2 separate regions of the Mus musculus genome follow, and region 2 is linked to region 1. Evidence: chromatin contacts called from public promoter capture Hi-C data. All regions are on one chromosome and are shown on one strand. Each heading gives the region's core, a stretch centred on a gene start, on an enhancer-like site or on the middle of the called end of the contact. The rest is flanking DNA. Distances are from core to core; before and after follow the strand shown.

Region 1 (5,669 bases), core at 1,942-4,441:
GGTCTCTAAGGAGAAGTGACTTCTTTTTGAAGAAGTCTGATTGGGATCCTACAGCCTTCACAGAAACTGTTGGTACAGTTGACGTGTATGCTGTTTTAGTCATTACTCTATTGCTGTGAAGAGAAACCACAACTAAGGAAGCTCTTACAAAGAGTTTCTTTCGTTTTTTTGGGAGGGGGGCTGGCTTATAGTTTCAGATGTGAGTCTATTATCACGGTGACAAGCATGGTGGTAGACAGGCTTGGTGCTGGAGAAGGTGAAAACTACATCCTAATTCATAGGTAGTGTGTGTGTATGTGTATGTACATATGGATATGTGTGTATACATGTGTGCATGTGTGTATATGTGTATATATGTGTGTATGTGTGTGTGTGTGTATGTATATGTGTGTGTGTGTATGTGAGAGAGCTTTCAAAATTTCAAAGTCCACCCTCAATAACATTCTTGCTCCAAAGGGGCCACACCTATTAATCTGTTGAATCCTCGAAAGCAGTTTCAGTTCCCAGAGACTAAGCATTCAAAAATACAAGCCTATGGAGGCCATTCTTATTCAAACCACCACAAACGCTCAACATTTTCTCTTTTTGTCTCTCAATTTCCTCTCATTTGTGGTTTAATCTCATTTCTTTTTTGTTCAATCTTCTGGAGAAATGAGATAAAATCAGTTAGCACGATTCAATTACCTGAACCACTGAAACAGTATGAGCTAGTGATCCTCTGATGAATCAGGCATCCGGCAAGGCATTTGGAGATGAAATGTATGCTGTAGTCTTGTCAGGGTTTATTGACAGAACTAGGGACATGGGAGTGAGGGCAAGTTCCTTTGCAGAGAATGAGTTAGTCGAGTCAATTTTCATGCAAATGGGAAGGGGGGCATACATGTCCCACACTGATGAGGCTGGGAGTCTGAATAATCAAAAAATATATGTTCTAAATCCACTAAAGGACCGCATAAAGGAATGCAGGGTGAGGAGGAATGGTTGGCGCTGTGAAGTGTTGGCCACAAGAGGAAGGAGGATTAAGAGCACCGTGCCCATGTGAAGACATTGCTAGGCCTGAGTTAGCGGAGGTTGTCGTTAGTTGGTCTCTCCTGACAGCTGGTGTTTTGATGGGCTGCTGGTTTTGTCTCCCGTGTGTATGCATTGGCAGAGGGAAGGCTAATACTAGGCAGCTATTAAAAGAGAGAGAGAGAGAGACATTTTAAAATGCCATCTTTTGTGCATTTTCCAAGTGTGCCTTAAATGGTGGAACAAATGTCCTTTGAAATTCTCCCTCCCACCCTCACATGCTGTCCTTAGGCTGTCTACTAGGCTAGAAAATTGTGCTTTCAATAATAAACTTCAATTTGAAACTCTTTTTTTTTTTTTTGTTTTTTTGAGACAGGGTTTCTCTGTATAGCTCTGGCTGTCCTGGAACTCACTTTGTAGACCAGGCTGGCCTCGAACTCAGAAATCCACCTGCCTCTGCCTCCTGAGTGCTGGGATTAAAGGCGTGCGCCACTACGCCTGACTAATTTGAAACTCTTAAAACTATTATAAAAATAGTTCCACAATGCCAGACAATTCTAGTTGCTATTGACATTCTCCATCATGTTCCAACACACACACACACACACACACACACACACACACACACATGCACTCATGTATGCACGACCAGGGTCTAGTAAGTGTTAATTAAAGTGGCAGTCCATAGTTATGACATTTTCTCACTGTAGCTTCTTCTTAGAAAGTCGGTGAGTATTAAGTTTGATTTATTTTTTTCTGCGACAGCATGTTGCTCTGTGGTTCAGACTGGTCTTGAAGGCATGTACTTCCTGTCTCAGATTAAAAAGTGTTGTGATTGTAGGCATATGCCATCATGCCCTACTAGATTTTTAAAAACTTGATAGCAGAATCTAAAGTGTCTGGATATTTGGAAAGGCAGAAAGGTTTTGCTTAAAGGAGAGATTTTAAACAGGTGATAAAGCTAAGGGAACTGGGCCTGGTAGTGCTTACCCCACACTCTGGAGGCAGAAGCAGAGGCAGGCAGATACTTGTTCTATGTAGTGAGTTATAGGCCGGCCAGAGTTACATGGTGAGACCCTGATCAACCAACCAAACAAATGAATAAGAGTTCCTCAATCATGAACAAATCAGTGTCACTACTATGGGAGAGGAATTTTGTTGGTATTTTTGCTTGTTTCTTGTGTGTGTGTGTGTCTACATATGTATGGTGCATATGTGCATAGTATATACCCATGAATGTTTGTGGGTGTGTGTGCCCAGGCACACCCACGGATGCCAGAGGAGGAAGTCCAGTGCCCTACTCTATTATTATCTACCTTTTTATCATGAAACACTAGCTATCATTGACCCTGGAGCTGGGCAAGCTCCAACAATCCTTCTAGCCATCTTTTACAGAGCTGAGTTTCCAGACACATGCATAGCCAAGTACTGCTTCTTAATGTGAATTCTGGGGATTTGAACTCAAACCCTCAGGCTTATATAGCAACTGTTATCCACTGAGCCATTTCTATGGGTCCCAGGAGAGATGACTTTATAAGTTTGGGGGCTGAAGTGTGTCCTCCTCTTGCAGAGAACCTGGTATTAATTAACAAAAATTTATAATTCCACCTCATATTAAATCTAACCACACAAGGCATTACTATTTAAAGGTTAATTTGACATATAAAAAAGGCAGTCTCTGACCTCAATATTCAATTATAAAGGACCATTAGATGACTCCAAACAGCAGAAAGGGCAGGGGGATGTTTGAGCTTTTTGTAACCACCTTGGAACTGGAGATAGGCAGGTTCAGATTGTATAATCCTGTCACACCTGCACAGAAGGCCCCTAAAGGCCTCGAGAATCTTCCCCTAAGGCATTTTGACTCTTTTCTGTGGCAGCAGACCCAAGTAACCACTAATGAAAGTGTGTTTTCATTGATGATGTGGAGAGAAAAATAGTATGTGTGTGTGTGTGTGTGTGTGTGTGTGTGTGTATGTGTGTGTATGTGTGGGATGGTAACCAAAACTTAAAAAAATCTAAATATGTTATAGTTAGAAGCAGTAAAAATTCATTTACAGAGGTGAGCTGCCAGGGTGTAAGCAAGAGCACCGTCCAAGGCAGCCGGAAGGAAAGTGCACACTCAGCCACCGCCAAGGCAGCACAGTTCACTAGAGCTCCCGACACAGACAAGGCGCAGCATTAATTGCTTTGTTAGAAGAGAAACGGCCTAAAAATAAGTGAACAATCCTGGGCCCCAGAGGTACTAATAGCAGTGGAAACGGTTGCCATGGCAACAGCAAAGGCAGAGTCAACCAAACGAATTACTAATACATACGAGTGTAAATGCATCTGACATTGAATAATGTGAGCCTACTCCTTAGCAGATTCCAACACTATTTTTGAACTTGGAAAAAACCATGCTTCAGCATTTATCACATGCAGGGTTTATTTTAGTCTATGGATTTTACAGTGAGGGGTAGATTTTTCACATGACGTGGTGGGATTGATTAAAAAGTAATTCTTATTATAAGAATACCACGGGAACATTAGAGGACATTAAAAAATAAATGGCCTGTCATTCTCCCTGTCAGTACAACAGCTTGCTTATGCCTTCTTGCTCTTACCCCCTTCTGTGTTATTATATATCTTTAAAGTTCTGACAGTTTTGCATTCTGCGATCATGTAATCCCACGATGCAAGCATTTTCCATATTTTCAAAGTCATCTTCACAGCTGCTGATTAAAATGCTGTCATAGCTGTTTATCAATTGCATCATGTCGTTGGGTGAACCTTCACCTGTGTGAAGTGTTTATATATTCTTGATAAATTATATTCAGACAATGCGGCGGTGGACAGGTTGTGTTCAAGTGAATTATCAGCATGCAAGTTCTCAGCAGTACATCCGTTCAAGCTCGTACGTAGGCCATGGTGCATCCCAGCGCAGGAATACCTTCTAGCTGGAGGTTGGAGAGGTCAGCAGTTCTTGATTACTAGGCAGTGTCCACAATTAATAGAGTAGGGAAGAATGCTTTTTCTCATTATGCCGTATATTGCTTTATAATGCACATCTGCGTCCACACCTTGGGCTCTATTACAATCCCTAGTGTTTTCTGAAAGACCATTTCTTATCCCAAATGAATCTGTCAATAATAATTATTATGGTAAAAGTAAAAAAGCCCAGCCAACACGATTGAATCACTCCCTCATCGTCTGCGGTGAAGACAAGTGACTCTATATCACAGAATGACAATGCCTCTTGCATCCGCAGTAAATCAGGTGTCTTTTTCATGCTCGTTGGAAGTACGGCCTCATATTTAGAACCATTCATCTTGTTTTGTGTACATAATGGCCCAATTGGCTCAGAATAACTGTGTCAGTGTTTCAGGTTTTAATAGAGCTGTTTGCTTCTATGAGGATGCCTTCAGAATGTACTGCGATTCTGCTCTTAGATTAGAAAATCAAAGGGCAGCCTCATAAGACACTATGTAGAGGCTCTGCCTACACGTGGAAAATTCAATCCTGATGATGGATTAATGACAGGCTGCAAGTGGGATCATTTGTTATCAAAACTATTGTTTGATGAGCATTCAACTACTGAAGGGTTGTGTTCATTCAAATCGACCAAAGGATGTTGGCTTTCTTCTGCTGCCACTAAGATATGTGGAAAAGAGTTGCATTTGACCATTTTTGTCTCTGACGAAGTTATTCACTGGAGAGAAAGACAAGAGGCATAAGTATGAAGGGGATGGGAAACAGGATGAGGCCGAGAGATGCAAAGACTGGGGTGAGGTTGCTCTTACAAGTCCTTGTGTATTTGACACTGAGCATTGTTAGTGAGTCTCCTGGTCAGGAAGGAATGTCGGAGTGACTTTTGTGGGTATAGTGTGGGGCGTCATTTGAAAATCAGACTTTAAATGTCTAAATGTTTAGTTTAGGACAATTGAAGTGAAAAAAATTCTAGTTTTCTTTTTCCTCATAGCACAAGGGGGAAAAAAAGATTTAAAACTTCTTGTTATCAATATAATCCTGCCCCATTTTGTGTTGCTACAATAAGTCACCATTGACTGAATGTCTTACAAATATGGCTTCACAAAGGTTCAAATCCAGGGCCAGGACTGCTCAGGCCTGATTATTTTATCTCACTCTGGCCATCAGCTAGTCTTTGGCCAAGTTAAAACTCTCCAAACATCACCTCCCTCATTCTGTGGTGCTAGTATTCATAGAAGTCTTCTAGCTTTGTTGAAAAGATTCAAAGAGAGAATCCACAGAAATACTTAACAGGATTTGTTGAGCAGATGTGGTAACTAACAAATGCTAATTGTGACCATGGACACAGTGCAAAAGAAGGCCCTTTGTTCAAACTAAGGAAGATTTCTGTTTATGCCAGTTCAAATCCTACTGAGAAGCTAAATGGGTAATTTGACTCAGTTAGGGTTAGATGGAAATTCATAGTGAACATACACTAATCACACAAAGACTCCTAAGCAGTTCCTGAGACATGGGGGTGTACCTGCTCCTAAGTCATGGATTTTGTTACAGCTCCCACACTATGGACGGAAACAACCATGAATTCTCTTTCAGATAGCTCACTTATGTCAATTACTGGCCTTAGCTCTATTCCAATTACTTAGAGGTTTTTCAGTCACCAAATTATAGATTCCAACATGAAATGCACACCC
Region 2 (5,520 bases), core at 1,771-4,270, 870 kb after region 1:
AAAGCCTATAATAGTTATTAAATTCACTTTGTAGGTGGGCAAGCTAAGGCAGAATAAACTTGAAGTGGTTAACAAAGATTTTGGAATGTAGTAGTAAAAAGGTCAATCCAGGATCCCTGCTCTTACCCAACATGTACGAGAGCGTCTGAGCCCAAGAAAGTGAAATGAAAACCCATCAGCAACAGTAAGAACCACTTTTACGACACGGTAGGTAACAACATAAAACAATATGGTGTGTGTGTGTGTGCATGGAACCACTGGTTACCTCTGAAGAGACATACATACTATGTATTTATAAAACACATAAAATAAATTATTTCATCCCATCCATCAAACTTCATTGACAGAATTAAAAAATAAACTCAGGTAAAGTGGAAAAGAAATATATTTAGAATAAAAATGAAATATACAAATAATTTGGAGACATGGGCAGACTATACACATAAAATTATACTAAAGGATATTTTAAAAGTCACTAATAAATGCATTAAAAGAACACTTTCCTACCGGAAAGTCTCAGTTAATAGAGAGGTGGTCCTTTTTCCAAAACAAGTTTTGAGAATTAACACAATCTCAAATCAGTTTACTCCAAGAGGAAGCAATATGGCTTCAACAAACAAGCATTTGCACAGGAATTGGTAAATCTTACAAGGTAATTCCAAGGCACACCTTTTGATGTGGGATAGCAAGTAATACACCTGGCAGCAATGATGATTTATGCTTCTTAGAACCAGTAAGAATGTCTTCCTTAAATTTTGTTCGTAATAGGAAGGGCTGAGTGATAAATGGGACGAGAAGGGCAGCTATGTTGATTCAAATTATAGAAAATGTACATAGTATGACCATTTTTTATTACATATAGGGAATATAATTTAATGAAAGTGAGCTGAGAGGCATGAGAGAAGGTTTCCTGCTGGCTTTCTACATGTCTGCAAAGAACATGTATGACCTCAGTGACCTGTACTCAAAATTTCACTCCACAATGAGTCTTGTGCCAGACACATGGACGGTGAGCAGGGCAGCAAGTAAGCCTAAATCCCCTTTAATCCCTAATTTAAATTGCTACATTTATGGTGTATTAGATATCTTATATTTGTGAGTTTGTCCCTTTTCATTATTGTTGTTGTATTAATTCTTATTTATTATATTGAGACAAGGTCTTGTTATGAAGCTCAGACTGACATGAAACTAGAGATTCTCTTACCTCAACCTCCCTAGCACTAGGATTGCGAGCCTGGGCCACTATGCCAGTGTGTGCCATGGCTCTTGTTATTTTAATTACTGAGACTTTATAGCATGTTTTATTATCTTATTAAGCCTATTTTTTTTCTCATGACCCAGTATAATTCTCCTAGCTTTTAAAAACAACTTTGGTCTACAGCCACACCACCCTCAATGCCCCCAATCTTGTCTAAAAACAACTTTATTGAGGCACATTTAGTACAACAAAATGTACCATTTAATTGTTCAAATAGTTCAAAGTTTTGACAAATTGATAGTCAGATTACTATCAACACATTAAAAAATTAACGAAAGCATTTTAAAGAATGTTTTGAATTATAATTAGAAAAACTACTCCAATTAAAATATGGATCCATATAAATGAGCAAGTCAAACACAGGTAATTAGGTATGGGTTCCTATGGATAAAGGCAAGCAAATTAAAACTACATACCATTATTAATATAATTACATTATTAATAATAACTACATTGTTAATATTAACTTCAAATATAGAAAAATTTAAAGCTAAACAGAGAATCTCAACAATCTAAAAGATGTAGTTTTGTTTATATTTTTCTTTTTTTTTTTTCTTTTTTTTTTTTTTTTTTCTTTTTGCTCCATGCTTATCATTTCCATTTCTTTTTTTCTGGTTCTCATCATATTAAGCATTAGACGAACCTTGTTTGCTCTTCTGGTCTCATAAACTATGTGGCGCATAAAGACCCCCTAGAAATCCTCCAATAAAACTATTTCCCATACATGGTTTATTTCTCTCAGGGAAACCGGCGTGCACTTGCGCGCACACCCACACCTGCAGTTTCTGGTGATAATCCGCATGGTGAGATCATCACTGAAGCCGCATTGTGGTCCCGCAGGGAGAGCAAGGGTCGAGCAGGAGATGCCAGGTCACTGTGACCTGCGGGGGTTCAGGTCCCGCGACAACCTCCTGAACGCAGTGCGGCACGGGCGACGCCTGGCACAAGAACCTGAGCGAAAGCTGCGACACACCCATCCATCCACTCTGGGGAAAATAATAGTGACTGAAAACCCCTAGCTTGGCATCTAGGGCCCTCGCTGACCTTGGGGAGTCCCCTCTGCCCACCGGCCTCAGTTTGCCCACCTTCAGGCAGAGACTGCGAGTCCAGCGCAGTGGCGTTCCAGGCGCGGGCGTTCCCGGGAGCGGGAGGGGCGCCTTCCTCCGGTCACCTTCGCTGGAGGACGCGCCCCGCCGAGGACGGGCGGAGGGGCCCCCGCTCCCGGGCAGCCATTAGGGGGTAGCGCTCAGGCCGGCCGCTGTGTGGGGCTCCCGGGCTGCATCCTCGGGCCTGGTGACAACCCGGCCCGGCCGGCGACAGCCAAAGAGCGAGGCGACCCGCCTGGTGCCACAGACGCACCGAGGGCGGGGCCGCGGCCGAGCCAGCCTGCGGGGCTCAGGGCGGGGGACGCAGGCCTCGGGAGCACCACTCCCCTCATCGGCCGTCGCTCCCACATCGCGTCCCCTCGAGGGCGCGCTTCTCCGCGACACCAGCCCGGCAGGAAACCTACCCCGTGGAGGCGTCAGCTACGTCCTGGCTTGCCAAGGCCACCGCCGCTGTAGCCCAGGCCACCGCTGCTGTAGCCCAGGCTGGCTGGTCTCGATGGTGGCGCCTTGGCAGAACCCTGCCGGGCGGAGAGTAGCGGAAGGCTCGCCTCCTCCAGCATTCGCTCCGGTGCAGGGCTCCCCTCGCTCTGCCAGGCCACGTGACCTGAGAGCTGCGGAGCAACTGCAGCCCCCAAAGCTGGCTTGGGGGTGGGGGTTGCGGGGCGGGGTGGGGGAGAGGCAAAAGGCGCCAACTGATGGGCAGCGAGGGAAAAGCAGGGTCGCTCCCAAGTCAGGAGAACAGGATGATGTCCCTTTTATAATGTGAATGCAAGCCTAGGTTTTATTCCATCAGGTGGGCACAAGAAGAAAGATGTATTTTAATAAAGCATCTCGCCCTTTGCGGAAGCGTTTGTGTAGAAACCTATTTCTCTGTTTCTGAATGGGCTTTAATCTTCTAAACGCCTTCTGTTTAAATGCAAAAGCCCCTGGGAGACATAACTGGAGAGGGAGAAAAATATACGCACTGGGGTAGAGTAATCCTGACGTGCAACACAGGGAAAGCATAGGAAATGACTCAAGGAAGGGGGAAAAAAACTGCATGTCTGACTATGAGAAGGTAAAAAACAGCCAGCTTAGTACCCTGGCCTCACCAGGGCTCTCACCACCATACATCTTTGTGGCCATTTTTATTGCTTCTATTCCATGTCAGTTTGCCAGTGTAGGCTAGGACTTAAATGAGTATTTTGGATGTACATATAATAGGAATTTTTTTTTTGGTGATCATAATGTTGTATTGTCTGATCATTATCACTTAAATACTCAGGATGGAAACAAGTTGCAAGATTAGGAGGCACCGATAGAAAATATCCAGTAAAACCCTTTCTGTAACAGGGTACATACGAGTTTACAGGGTTAAAAAGAGGAAATTCCATAAGTAAATTATTTGATGCAAAAAATGAGATCATCATCTTGTTTCCAGATGTTCTAGCTGCTTTCTACTACAGAGGCGAACAATCCTGAGCTCAGCCTATTGAGCCAAGTTCCTGCTGTTGAAGCCTCTCAGAACTCATGTCACTGGGGTTCTTTGTGTCCACTTGAAGGAGCCTTGAGGTGATCGCAGAAAAAGACAACCAACTACAAGAAAGGCCATGATATCTGCCTGATTTAGGTGAAAATTTCTTGTCATTTGCTTGTCTGGTTTGTATGTTTTAGCTGTGTGTACTGGCTGGTTCTGCGTGTCAACTTGACACAGCTAGAGTTATCACAGAGAAAGGAGCTTCAATTGGGGAAGTGCCTCCATGAGATACAGTTGTAAGGCATTTTCTCAATTAGTGATCAAGAGGGGAAAGGCCCCTTGTGGGTGGTGCCATCTCTGGGCTGGTAGTCTTGGGTTCTATAAGAAAGCAAACTGAGCAAGCCAGGGGAAGCAAGCCAGTAAGAAACATCCCTCCATGGCCTCTGCATTAGCTCCTGTTGTCTGACCTGCTTGAGTTCCAGTCCCGACTTCCTTCAGTGATGAACAGCAATGTGGAAGTGTAAGCTGAATAAACCCTTTCCTCCCCAACTTGCTTCTTGGTCATGATGTTTTGTGCAGGAATAGAAACCCTGACTAAGACAGCGTGTGTTTTTAACTTTGTTGGTAGTGCTTCTTTCAGTGTTTTATTCCCAGTTCTTTTGAGATTAGAAAACTCACCCGTAAGATTTTGTTCACTAAGTCTGTGGAGAGCTTTTCTTTAACGGTCCAGAATAAAGCCTGTCTTTGAGGAGTGTTCCATGTGGCCTTGGAGCGATACATGCTGGGCAACTGTTTGGTTTTACAGTGGTTTCATTATTTTAAAGCGTCCTGTCAGGCATAGTACTGTTGACACTGTCTTTCCTGGTTTTGACTTTCTAGCTTTGTCAGCTGTGGAAAACTGTCTGTGAAGATTAATGAAGCTGTGCATCATCCACTTTCTTCTCACTTTAAATGTTCACACGTCTTATCATATGTTCTATTGCTCTGTAATCAGGCGTATGTACACGGATGACGGCTCTCCCCTCTACCAATACAAAGTGCCTCTACCTTTGGCAGTATGTTTATAACGCATCTGATAATAAACCAGCTATTCCGGCTTTCTTCTCTTTTCTCTAGACGTATCTAATGAATGACAAAACAAAACAGGCCATTGCTGGTATTGCATTAACTCTGAAGTCTACAACTTTCTCCAAGGACTATTGGGTGTTGCTCTAGCACACAATTTACTTGCCTGGATTCAGTGTTCAATTTCACACTGTGTGTTTCCTGCAATAGCTGATATCTCGGATCATTTTTCCTCCTCTCCTTTTACCCCTCCCCATCCATCCAGCTTCTGTTATACTTGCATAGGCTCCCCACTCCCCCACGGTGTCTTGTCTGTATTCCAGTAGATTTGCAATCACCTGAAGATTTGAGAAGATTCTAAATCCAGTTTGGGGGGATTTAGTTTATTTCTGTTTTCTTGTATTACACCTCCCTATCTAAATTTCTAGCCTCTCTTCCGCCTCCCCCTGAGCTGATGCCCTGATGCTTCAAAGCTGAGTAAGGCTTCAGCTCTGAGCTTCGTGGACTTTATCCAATTGCACACACACAGCAAAGCAAAAAGTATGAATCTCACCCAGGGCAGTTTTATCTTTCAAACATAGACCCTCTTTTGATGTGTATCTGGGGTATTTTGTTTGATTTGTTGGCCTCTTTGC

Evidence for each region. Promoter capture Hi-C pulls out the DNA fragments that hold promoters and counts their contacts.
Region 2: a contact with region 1 is called in a promoter capture Hi-C map of neural stem cells. The contact joins the promoter of Pgap4 here to the enhancer-like site in region 1. A contact is called at or near these places in 6 of 39 promoter capture datasets (the 3T3-L1 cell line, the C10 cell line, hippocampal neurons and 3 more).

The regions. Positions count from the first base shown.
Region 1 is chr4:48,722,635-48,728,303 of GRCm38.p6, forward strand. No RefSeq gene overlaps it. Among named protein-coding and RNA genes, the nearest start is that of Gm52718, 50 kb to the right of the region's middle. Within about 2 kb of position 3,192, at least 41 of the 459 cell types and tissues checked have an H3K27ac peak or open chromatin away from gene starts, as enhancers often do. A contact at or near this core is called in hippocampal neurons and neural stem cells, where this site is marked.
Region 2 is chr4:49,594,856-49,600,375 of GRCm38.p6, forward strand. It overlaps Pgap4 (post-GPI attachment to proteins GalNAc transferase 4), which reads right to left and starts at 3,021. Exons shown (of 2, transcript NM_025944.4): 1 at 2,769-3,021. Gm33106 (a long non-coding RNA gene) reads left to right here and starts at 984. Exons shown (of 3, transcript XR_390562.3): 1 at 984-1,025; 2 at 2,001-3,973; 3 at 4,700-4,917.